Linked DNA regions of Gossypium hirsutum: regions 2 and 3 are each linked to region 1. Evidence: chromatin contacts called from public Hi-C data. All regions are on one chromosome and are shown on one strand. Each heading gives the region's core, a stretch centred on a gene start, on an enhancer-like site or on the middle of the called end of the contact. The rest is flanking DNA. Distances are from core to core; before and after follow the strand shown.

Evidence for each region. A called contact is a pair of places that touch in the nucleus more often than the background predicts.
Region 2: a Hi-C map of leaf shows a contact between it and region 1, with 4 times the contacts expected there. The contact joins the promoter of LOC107910686 here to the promoter of LOC107910682 in region 1. A contact is called at or near these places in 8 of 34 Hi-C or Micro-C datasets (callus, hypocotyl, leaf and 1 more).
Region 3: a Hi-C map of leaf shows a contact between it and region 1, with 2.3 times the contacts expected there. The contact joins the promoter of LOC107910300 here to the promoter of LOC107910682 in region 1. A contact is called at or near these places in 3 of 34 Hi-C or Micro-C datasets (leaf and petal).

The regions. Positions count from the first base shown.
Region 1 is chrD02:24,375,437-24,378,646 of Gossypium_hirsutum_v2.1, forward strand. LOC107910682 (bromodomain-containing protein DDB_G0270170) reads right to left here and starts at 1,636. Exons shown (of 9, transcript XM_016838639.2): 1 at 1,038-1,636; 2 at 352-388; 3 at 198-276; 4 at 74-119. The coding sequence starts at 1,460.
Region 2 is chrD02:23,977,922-23,981,131 of Gossypium_hirsutum_v2.1, forward strand. It overlaps LOC107910686 (dolichol-phosphate mannosyltransferase subunit 1), which reads right to left and starts at 1,649. Exons shown (of 9, transcript XM_016838645.2): 1 at 1,220-1,649; 2 at 373-472; 3 at 238-271; 4 at 86-162. The coding sequence starts at 1,392. LOC107910685 (1,4-alpha-glucan-branching enzyme 1, chloroplastic/amyloplastic) reads right to left here. Exons shown (of 15, transcript XM_016838642.2): 13 at 3,017-3,133; 14 at 2,689-2,808; 15 at 2,202-2,600. The coding sequence ends at 2,400.
Region 3 is chrD02:24,682,925-24,686,134 of Gossypium_hirsutum_v2.1, forward strand. LOC107910300 (dolichyl-diphosphooligosaccharide--protein glycosyltransferase subunit 1A) reads right to left here and starts at 1,613. Exons shown (of 10, transcript XM_016838110.2): 1 at 1,369-1,613; 2 at 1,113-1,157; 3 at 369-1,003; 4 at 131-278; 5 at 1-52. The coding sequence starts at 1,464.

The DNA.
Region 1 (3,210 bases), core at 386-2,885:
AACATGATCACATGAAATGGATTTCACTTTTCAGTAATCGACATTTTATTCAAGAATGAAAAAGAGAATGAACCTCTTTGAGATCAACTGGCTCAGAGAAAACCCCGTAAGTGTCCTTCCTGCAAGTAGTAGATAAATCTCATAAAAAGATAGGATAAAAGAAAAAGGATAATTGAAGAACCGAAAATAACAGATACTTTTGAAGCCTGTCAAGAATGAACAGCAACAACTTTTTGTCTGGCAAAGGTGTCGTGGGGCCAAACTCCACCGGTGACCCTGTCCACATATAAAGAACATAAATTTAAGAATTCCCATAAATGCCTTTTCATGAAAGTCGGGATTGATTTTTACCATGAAGTGTGTGCGTAGTTTTGGATACTTTTTCTCCCTGCAAACAAGACAACATATTTAACAACCCAAATAGAAACTACAGATGGAGATGGTTTGCCTTGTTCATTGAAGAATTGGTGATGAAAAGTAGCATTAAAATGAGCAGAAATAAAAAGTAGAATTATTATTTTGTTTTTGATAAGCGAATTATTCTTAATATTAAAGAAAAGACAAATTGAAGCTTTTGGGTCTTCAGACATGATGGTCTGTGCATATCTTATTCTGCACATAAATAAAGGCCAGATAAATACAAGATAATAAAGAATAAAATTTGTAGAATTAGGAAATAAAGAAGATTTTCAAGACAAAATCAAGTTTTCCGAAAATAAAAAAATAAAAAAAAAGTAAGATAAATATCAAATAACCAAAAAAGAAAAAAGAAAAGCACAGTTCACGACTTAGTCAAACCTGTCCAATGTCCATAATCTCCGATCCAATCACAAGAATGCAATTCACGCGCGAAATCCAAAAGTTCAATTTCAAAAAGGAAATAAATAAAAATATCCAAACAAAGTATAGGAAAATCTCTCTTTTTCTTTTCTTTTTTCGTTCTTCTTTTGTCTGTTTTTGTTTCAAAAGACATCACTTCCAAAAACCCACAAAAAGCTATTTTGATTTTTTATATATATTCATGGATAACTAATCACCATTTGATCAGATCTAGGACTGAGGGTGGTAACCTTTCGTCGCTTGAGGGATGCCTCGGGATCGCCACCATCCGCGTTCGAATCGGAACCGCAGGAGGCCGAATTGTGCGCCGAAGGAATCGGATAATGGTGATGATTACGAGAAGAATTGAGGCCGAGCAATAGCTTATGCTTCTTCTGTTGGCGCTCGTCGTCGTCGTCATCATCATCATCATCACCACCTCCTCCGGCAATCCAATCGGGAATTGGGGAGCCTCCGTGGAGATTGGGGTTCCGGCGAGCGGATCGACGGCTGGAATTGGTAGAAGAAATAGTGTTTAGGACATTTAGGGGGTTTTGTTGAAGCGCTTGCTGCTGTTGATGTTGTTTGAGAGAGCGTTTCTGGAGTTCTAAGAGGGAGGGTCTTCCCTTCTTCCTCTTCATTGTCTCTGCTGCTATCTCTCCTCCAATCTCATTACTGTATTCTTTTTTTTCTTGCCCTTTATTATTTTTGTTATTTTTTAATGGAAATATTGGTGTTTTTTTTTTCTTTGATGGAGCAAGGGAGTGGAATCACTGGGATAGGATGCCGGCGTGGAGGGAAAGTCACGTGAAATGGATGGGATGTGCCCCACTCTCACGTGACACGAATTTCATTATTTACATTAAATTTGTAATATTTTTTTATAATATAAATCTTTGTTTAAAAATTTTAATGAAATTCTTTAAAAAATAATTATTTTAAAAATTTTAATGAAATTATTTAAAAAACAATTAATGAATTGAAAAGGTAATGTAATTATAAAACTTTTTTTAAAATATTTAACTAATTTAAAATCAATTATATTAATGTTATATAATTTTAAAAATATTTATTAGTAAAATAATACAAAAAATCATCATGATTTGAATAATAAAATATTATAATTTAGATAATATTATTATTAATTTCTTATATATTAATTCTTTTATGTATTATTAACATTTGATTTTTTATAATTTTATATTTATATTTATTCTACTTTAGTCGATGAATGTAATTAATTTTTACTATAATTGAAAAATATAAATTTAATTTGATAAACATTATTAATATGTTTTTTTTTTAATTATATTTTCAGTTTAACAATTTAGGGCACGTTTAGTTCACTAGAATAGAATAGAGCTATAATGTAATAAAGTTACAATGGAATAGAGCTGTAATCAGTAATTCAATTATTTGGTTGAATTTAATGAAATATAACTGTAATTGTATTATTGTGTTTGGTTGAATGAAATAGATATGTAATAGCATAAAGAAAAAAAACTAAAATGACCATAATACCTTTACCAGAATTTTGTTTAGATGTGGTTATTAAATTTTAATAAGATTATTATCAAATATAATTTAATAAAAATAAAAATAAAAATAAATAATTTAATCCTATTTTAATATAATTATTATTAAATATAATTTAATAACATTCTTAATATAATTATTTTTATATTAATTTATATTAAAATGTTTTTTATTTTTATATTTAATTATATTAAAATATTAAAAAATTTTATTTACTATATTTTAAAATAGTACACTATTATTTGAATGCATTACTTCTCAAGTTATCTCAATTTTATGATTTCAACTAAAGTTTCATTTGTTATTTATATAATTTTTATATAAAACTTTTTACCTATGTTATAATCTAAAATTAATTAATTGTATTAAACACAAAATTTTTATTAAAAAAAGATAAAGTCACAAAGCATCCAAAAGAAAAAGAGCATCTATTTATTTTTCTTTTTTCAACTAAAAGAAACAAAAAATGTTTGTTTATCTACCTTATAAAATTGGAAAAGGTGAAGTTAATGAGAAACAAATAAAAATGTTTGTTTATCTACATTATAAAAACAAAAAAAACAAAAATGTTTGTTTATCTACATTATAAAATTGGAAAAGGTGATGCTAATGAGAAAGTTTTGCATTAATGGTTGCTTTAAAGGAAATGATTAAACAAATTATATCAAATGATATAACCCCAAAAGGCACAAGATTTGGCTACTCTTCATTTCTTCTAACAAATGAAAAATTTCCCAAAATAATGGATCATAAACAAATAAACAAAAGGTCCATTAGAACATAAAAACCCTATTCTCAATCTCATAGCTCTCACTTCCTGAAGATCAAACCCTATCTTTATCTCTGTTACTCCAA
Region 2 (3,210 bases), core at 399-2,898, 400 kb before region 1:
AAGATTGAAGATATCTTACATTATAGAAAACAAGTGAATGGATTTAACCGGTAGAAGAGGTATAAAGAAACACAATCATACTTACATGATGTGACAGATCAGCATCCATGATTACAACAAAATTTCCAGAAGCATGCTTCAAACCGTGAATGTAAGCTGTTCCTGAAAGTTGAAACCGATAACAACCCAAAGGTTAGCTCCACCTATTACTCCTGAAAGGGAATAGGTCTTACTTACCCAATCCAAGCTTCTTAGGTCTAGGTCTCAATAGCTGTAACAGTAAGGAAACAGAAGCAGAGGTGCACAGGAATTGATCAGCAAGACGGATTACATATAGATCCAATTTTGAAGGTAGATGAGAATGGAACTTACAATACGATCTTCACCATAAAGTTTCTGCAGTTGTTTCACAACTTCCTGAGTACCATCAGGGCTCCCATCATCCACAACAATTATTTCAAAATCTACATCCCTACTCCAGGCAATATCACAAGTAGTTACATAAATATGACAGATATTGCAAACTACCACAGTATAAGAGGAAAGGTTTTTAAGGTAGGTACACTTATCTCGCGAGTGTTAGGCCAGTTACATTGTCATTAATTTTATATGAAAATAAATCCTTTATGCCCCATGACAGACACAAAGCAATGGCATAGTGGGAAAGGTGGAAACTAATTCAAATAATGTACTGATTTGTAGTGAAAACTTTGGCCCCAAGAACATCAAAATTTGAGAAGTTTTAACATATAGCCACTTGAATTTACAAAGACTAGAAGAATACTACTAAAAGGACAAAAAATAGGATCATTGATTAAACTCCTACGGTTTAATTTCACAAGGCTGTTTAAGTGTATAATTAATTCATATGTATAGGCACCAAATCCGGGGGGAAAGTGTAGAGTTATATAAAAACAACAGGCGCTTCAATATATTGCCGGATAATTTATTTATTCCAGAAAACAGAAACTAAATATGACAGTATTGTCATATTTATGTATACTCATTATCCAATTCAAATCATTTGCATAAAATGAAAATACTGAACGGGACGCCACTTATAAACTCGATGAATACAAGAGGGGCAGAAGAAAGAGCACGAATTTGAGATATGTAATCAGATCTCGATAGAGCACGTTAAAAATACTAAAATTAAGAGTTCAGCGATCAAAGAAAAAAAAAATTTTAAAGGAGAGAGAATTGAAGTTGGGAGAAATACCGGAGATGTTTGAAGATGAGATAGACGATGAGAGCAATGTTGAGGCGCTCGTTGTAAGTAGGTACTATTATGCTGTACTTGTTCTTCTGCTCCATTTTTTCTTCTTCTGTGTAAATACCTTGGCCTAAATCTTTATTTTCTGTGTTCTTTTGTTTCGCTGACTCATTTCTCATTTGAATTTTTCAACGATGAATCGGGATGCTGACTTTTGCTTGCTAGACTACCTTGAAATTGGGCTAAGGCCTAGGAACAAAGCAGGCCGCTTCAACCGAGAAGGTACCAACTCGGTTAATCTCATAGCCGGACTCCCATAATTGAGCTACAATGCTGCAAAAGAATAAAATGCTAAATGAGAATTTTTTATTGGTTAAAATACTAAAAATCCCTCGAATTTTACTCAAAGTTTGCAGAATCCTATCTGGTCCAAATAACGGCAACTTTTTATTTCAAATGAAAGTTTATGTAGGTATGAATTAAAGATTAAGGATTTATTTTAGATATAACTAAAAAGTGAAAAAGATTTACAAGGCTAAAAGTATTAGGGAATTTTTTATATTAAAAGTCTGATTACATTTATTCTTTCACTTAAAATATGGACAAATTGATTCTGTACATTAAATCAAAAAATAAACCGGATCTTTTGATTATTCCATCACTACACCAATTGTTAGCGTTATAAATGTACAAAAATTTTAATAAAAAAATTAATTTATTCTTTAATTTAATATACAAAAATTAATTTACCTATTTTTTAAGTAGAGGAAAAAAAGACAAATGAATTCCTTAAACTTATAATACGTCTGCCACTTACAAGTTGGTTAAGGATTTAGTTAAGTGTATACAAAGTATACATATTTATATAAATAAACTAGTAAAGTGCAGGGTTTTATTTATTTATTTTATTTAATATTTTAACCTTTGTTTTATTGAAGTATTTCAGCTCATAGCGTTGAAGTTGAAATCTCATGATCAGACATGGGAATTTCGATGCAATAACTAGTAATTAAGCAGACTATACTGTTGTTGTCTACATACAATTTACAAACTGCAAACAAAACTAAATCCCCTGCTTACTCATTCCTCACATTATTATTATTATTATTATTATTATTATTATTATTATTCACAAAACAAAAACCAGCACTTATTACGCATAGGGTTGGCGCAGGAGCCGAAAAGCTTAGTCGTCCGGGGTTCTGTCCTCCATCTCTTCCACTTCCGGCTCATCTAACTTACTTCCCACAATCTTTTTGTCTAGCACAGAAGCTGCTGGTTCTTCAATACTTTCCTGCTTTGCTCCATCTTTTTGCAATTCCTCATCGAAACTGGCGGTGTCACGGTCATTAGTTTCTTGTGGATTTTCTTTATCTCCATGATCAACCTGGGGAGAATCTTAAACAATCTGTCAGTTCAAGTTTTCATTCCTAGGCTCAGGGCCCATATAAACAGCCACAGATTATATCACCTACCAAGATAGCCGATTCCTCAGCATTCTTCTGCTTTGATGCATCCATTTCTAATGTCTCACTGACACTAATTACATTGATACCATTAGTTTCTTCTACACTTTCATCCACTTTATAATAAACCTGTGGAAAATTTGTAAGAAATCTGTCAGTCCATGTTGACCGTAGATACAGGCGGAGATTCGATGTCCATGATACCATATAAGGTTGGAAATCTATAATAAGCCTAAGTGCACAACAATAAATATACACAACTATCAATGCTAAGCATGGTCTGTGATGGATGATATGATATAATATAATCAGGAAGCCCAGGAAGTGATAATCATACCACACATGTGCGAGCTGGTGAGAGTACTTTGAAAGAATTAGGGCGGTTGTTGAAATTAGTTTCAGGTACACCTGGAATCCCTTCTGGGGATGTAAAATGGTCCACATCATGACCCACCTACAAGATTGATTAATTTTAGCATTACCAGGAGAGAAAACAATTCATAGATGACTAACAAAGAGAGGCTTTAGATG
Region 3 (3,210 bases), core at 363-2,862, 310 kb after region 1:
CAGTTCTCCAGCCACCAAACATCGGGTACCTAGGTTCAATCAATAGTTCCGTCTACAAAGACAAATGGTACTTCAATAAGAATAAACTACCAAATGATAGATGCTCTTAAATCCTACTCAGCAATATAACCTTTTTGGAGTCACCCCTCAGATGAGATGTTGATATATTGCCAATTTCATCCCTGTAATAAACAGAATGTGCCCTTGGTGGCAAGTTTGCAACAAGATACCTAAAGGCCGATGCACCACGAACGTTGGGTCTGGCCTGGAAATCAAGCCTGTAGTGTCAAAGTAATAATTCAGAAACAAACTTCCAACCCGGCACGGTGCTCACCATAATCCATAAAAAGGTAAAGATATGAAGTAACCTGGAAAATTCACCCTTGCTCTGGGCACCACCATGTATGAGCTTGTAATGCTCAGTGACTTGCACATTACCCCAATGGGAAATTTCTATCTCTCTCACCAATTCATGAGCAACAGCAAAGGGTAAATTGCTTTCAAAATGAACTGCTATGGGTGAGTACGAGAATGAAGGAATATTCTCATAAGGACCATATTTGATTTCTGAACCATGAATCTTTGTGTTCTCCAGTTTTGTATAGGATTCAATTCTAGAATCAGGCAATTTAACACTTAGAGACTGAACCTTCACAGCATAAGGAGATAGATAGTGTGCACTATCCTGGTATAGTACAAGCTGAATATCAGCCTGAGTGATTTGCTCAGGAATAGGTCGCAAGGCATGGGTAAATACGGCCAAGACATCAAAAGTGAAGCTATCACCCTCAGCTAATCCCTTAGGCAAAGATACTGAATAGAATGTCAAAGCAGCAGGCATGTCTTTTGGGTTGGCAGCCTCAACAGGGAGAACAACAACAGGGTTTTTTCCTTTCCCTTTCCCTTCATGTGGAGTAGCAATCAAATATGCCATATTTTTGGCTTGTTGCTCAGGAAAAGCCAGCAAAACCTTGGACTCCTTTTCGGAACCTGCATTCTCCACCTAAAGGACAATATAACAGCACATTAAAGAATAAAGCCGAAAAGAGATAATAGAGTTGAAAGCATTAGCAATTTGAGAATGAAAAGAAAAGTGAGTGTTACTGAAGCACCTTCATAGTTGAAGAAATCCGAACAATATGTGATGTCAAATATATCTGCAACACATAGGGACGCTTTTAACATAAAAACTTTACAGATACAACTATTGTAGCAGTTCAGATCAACCCAAGAGATGATGTTTCAGATGGATAAAATCTTCAGAAGCAGCCGTGAACCAATCAGAGAAATGAACTCGCAAGGAATACTATCAATAATATTAAACCCTAGAAAGCTGGGAAATTTGAATAGAGAAGGATAAAAACTTACGCGTCGATCGACTTTGGAAAGGACCAGATCGGAAAGTGCGGGTGATGCCAAAATTGCGATTGTAAGCATAAGGAAACAAAACCCGAAACTCTCCATTGTCGGGAAACTGAATCTCTACTGCACTTGACCCCTAGTTGACTCCTTTTGTTTCTGGTTCCTGTAGTGAACGGAGGGCTCTTTTGGTAATCTATTGTTACCTTGTAGGCTAAATTACATTGCTATTCCCTCAATTACTAGTTTCCTTTTTTTTCAAATGAGAAATAATAAAATAGTCATTATATATTTTTTATCACCCATCAATTAAAGATTAATGGAAAAATAACGTATCTGCTTTTAAAACTGACATAGTAATAATTTTAATTTTTAGACATTTATACGTTATGTTAATTTAGAATTTATTTTAAAAAATATAATCATCAATATTTACATATTATGTAATTTAATATTTTTGCATTTTTGTGACTTTCTCACTTGAAAAACTAAAAAAATATTAACTAAATTTGATCAAAAGTATACTAAAAATAGAAATACAAAAAAACCTAATATCATCATTTTTACTTTTTCTCATTCTTTAATTTTGATACTCTAATTCTCTATCGTTAGATTGAATACTAGTAGTTGAGATGACTCAATCATAGTCAGTTCCCTCTTCACAAATTTCATAAAATCCGTACTTGATTCATTTGAAGTCAATTCAACTGAGTTGCTCTTGTTATTGTCATCATTAGCTTTAATGTCTCCAACGAACATAGAGAGTCTTGCTACTCGTTCAATTAACCCACTATATAAAAGAAAATAAAAGTGCTTTTGAATCATCAACTTCCAAAAGTTGAAGTTGCAATAAACTTAATTGAGTCTAGTGAGTGGATAAATTGAAAGGTTTACATAACCATGAGTAAACTTGCATTATCGATAGCCAAAACTGACATCAAGCGATGAATTTCACTAGTAAATATGAGCATTTAGAGTGTTCTCACTTCATCCCTTTGTGGCATTGCCCCTACATTTAACTCAATGGAAAAATGAAGAACAACAACAAGAAACAAAGTTACCTAAAATTTGTAAACTAGCCAATTCAATTCATTGAAAATAAAAAGTACCCATTTCATTAATTCAACCTAATTTGAAGTCTAACAACTTAAAGAAAAAAAAACCTTCGATTTGCTTCATCAATGGCAACCAACTCAAACAAACAAAAAAAGTGAATTAATTGTCATCGAGAGATATCAAGTTCTCAACCATTTAAAGTATAACGAAATCAATGTATTTGAGAATTATCTAATTTAATAAGAATTTAAAAAATATATTTTAATTTTCTCATCATGTATTGAATTATATTTTCATGTAAAACAGGATAAATTTAGGTAATGTGTAAACATTAAGACCTATTTTTTAAAGAATTAAGATTAAATTGATAGAATATAGAAACATTTAGGGTTGAACTTGTTACCATGCCAATTTTAAAAGATGTCATGTCATATTTCCATTAGCCATCTAACAACTAGTGACTAAAAAAGGAAAAATCAAATAGTTGAGTGATCATTTTATAATTTTTCATAGTTGAATGGTAAAAAAATTACTAATAGTTAATGATTACTAGTGTAGTTTACCCAACTTTGTATAGCGGGATTGAAAATTGGACATTTAATGAGCTGAGTTTGAACCATGAAGGTAGGCTTGCATGCCTAGATTGGGTTAATCCAAAAATTTCTTTTTCTTTAAAAATATGCTTTTAAGTCCCTATATTCTTCTTATATTTAAAAATTAGTTTATTTACTTTTATTTTTAGGAATTTAGTCCATTTGTTAGATTTCAAATTTTTAGGTCCAATTGTTAATATTA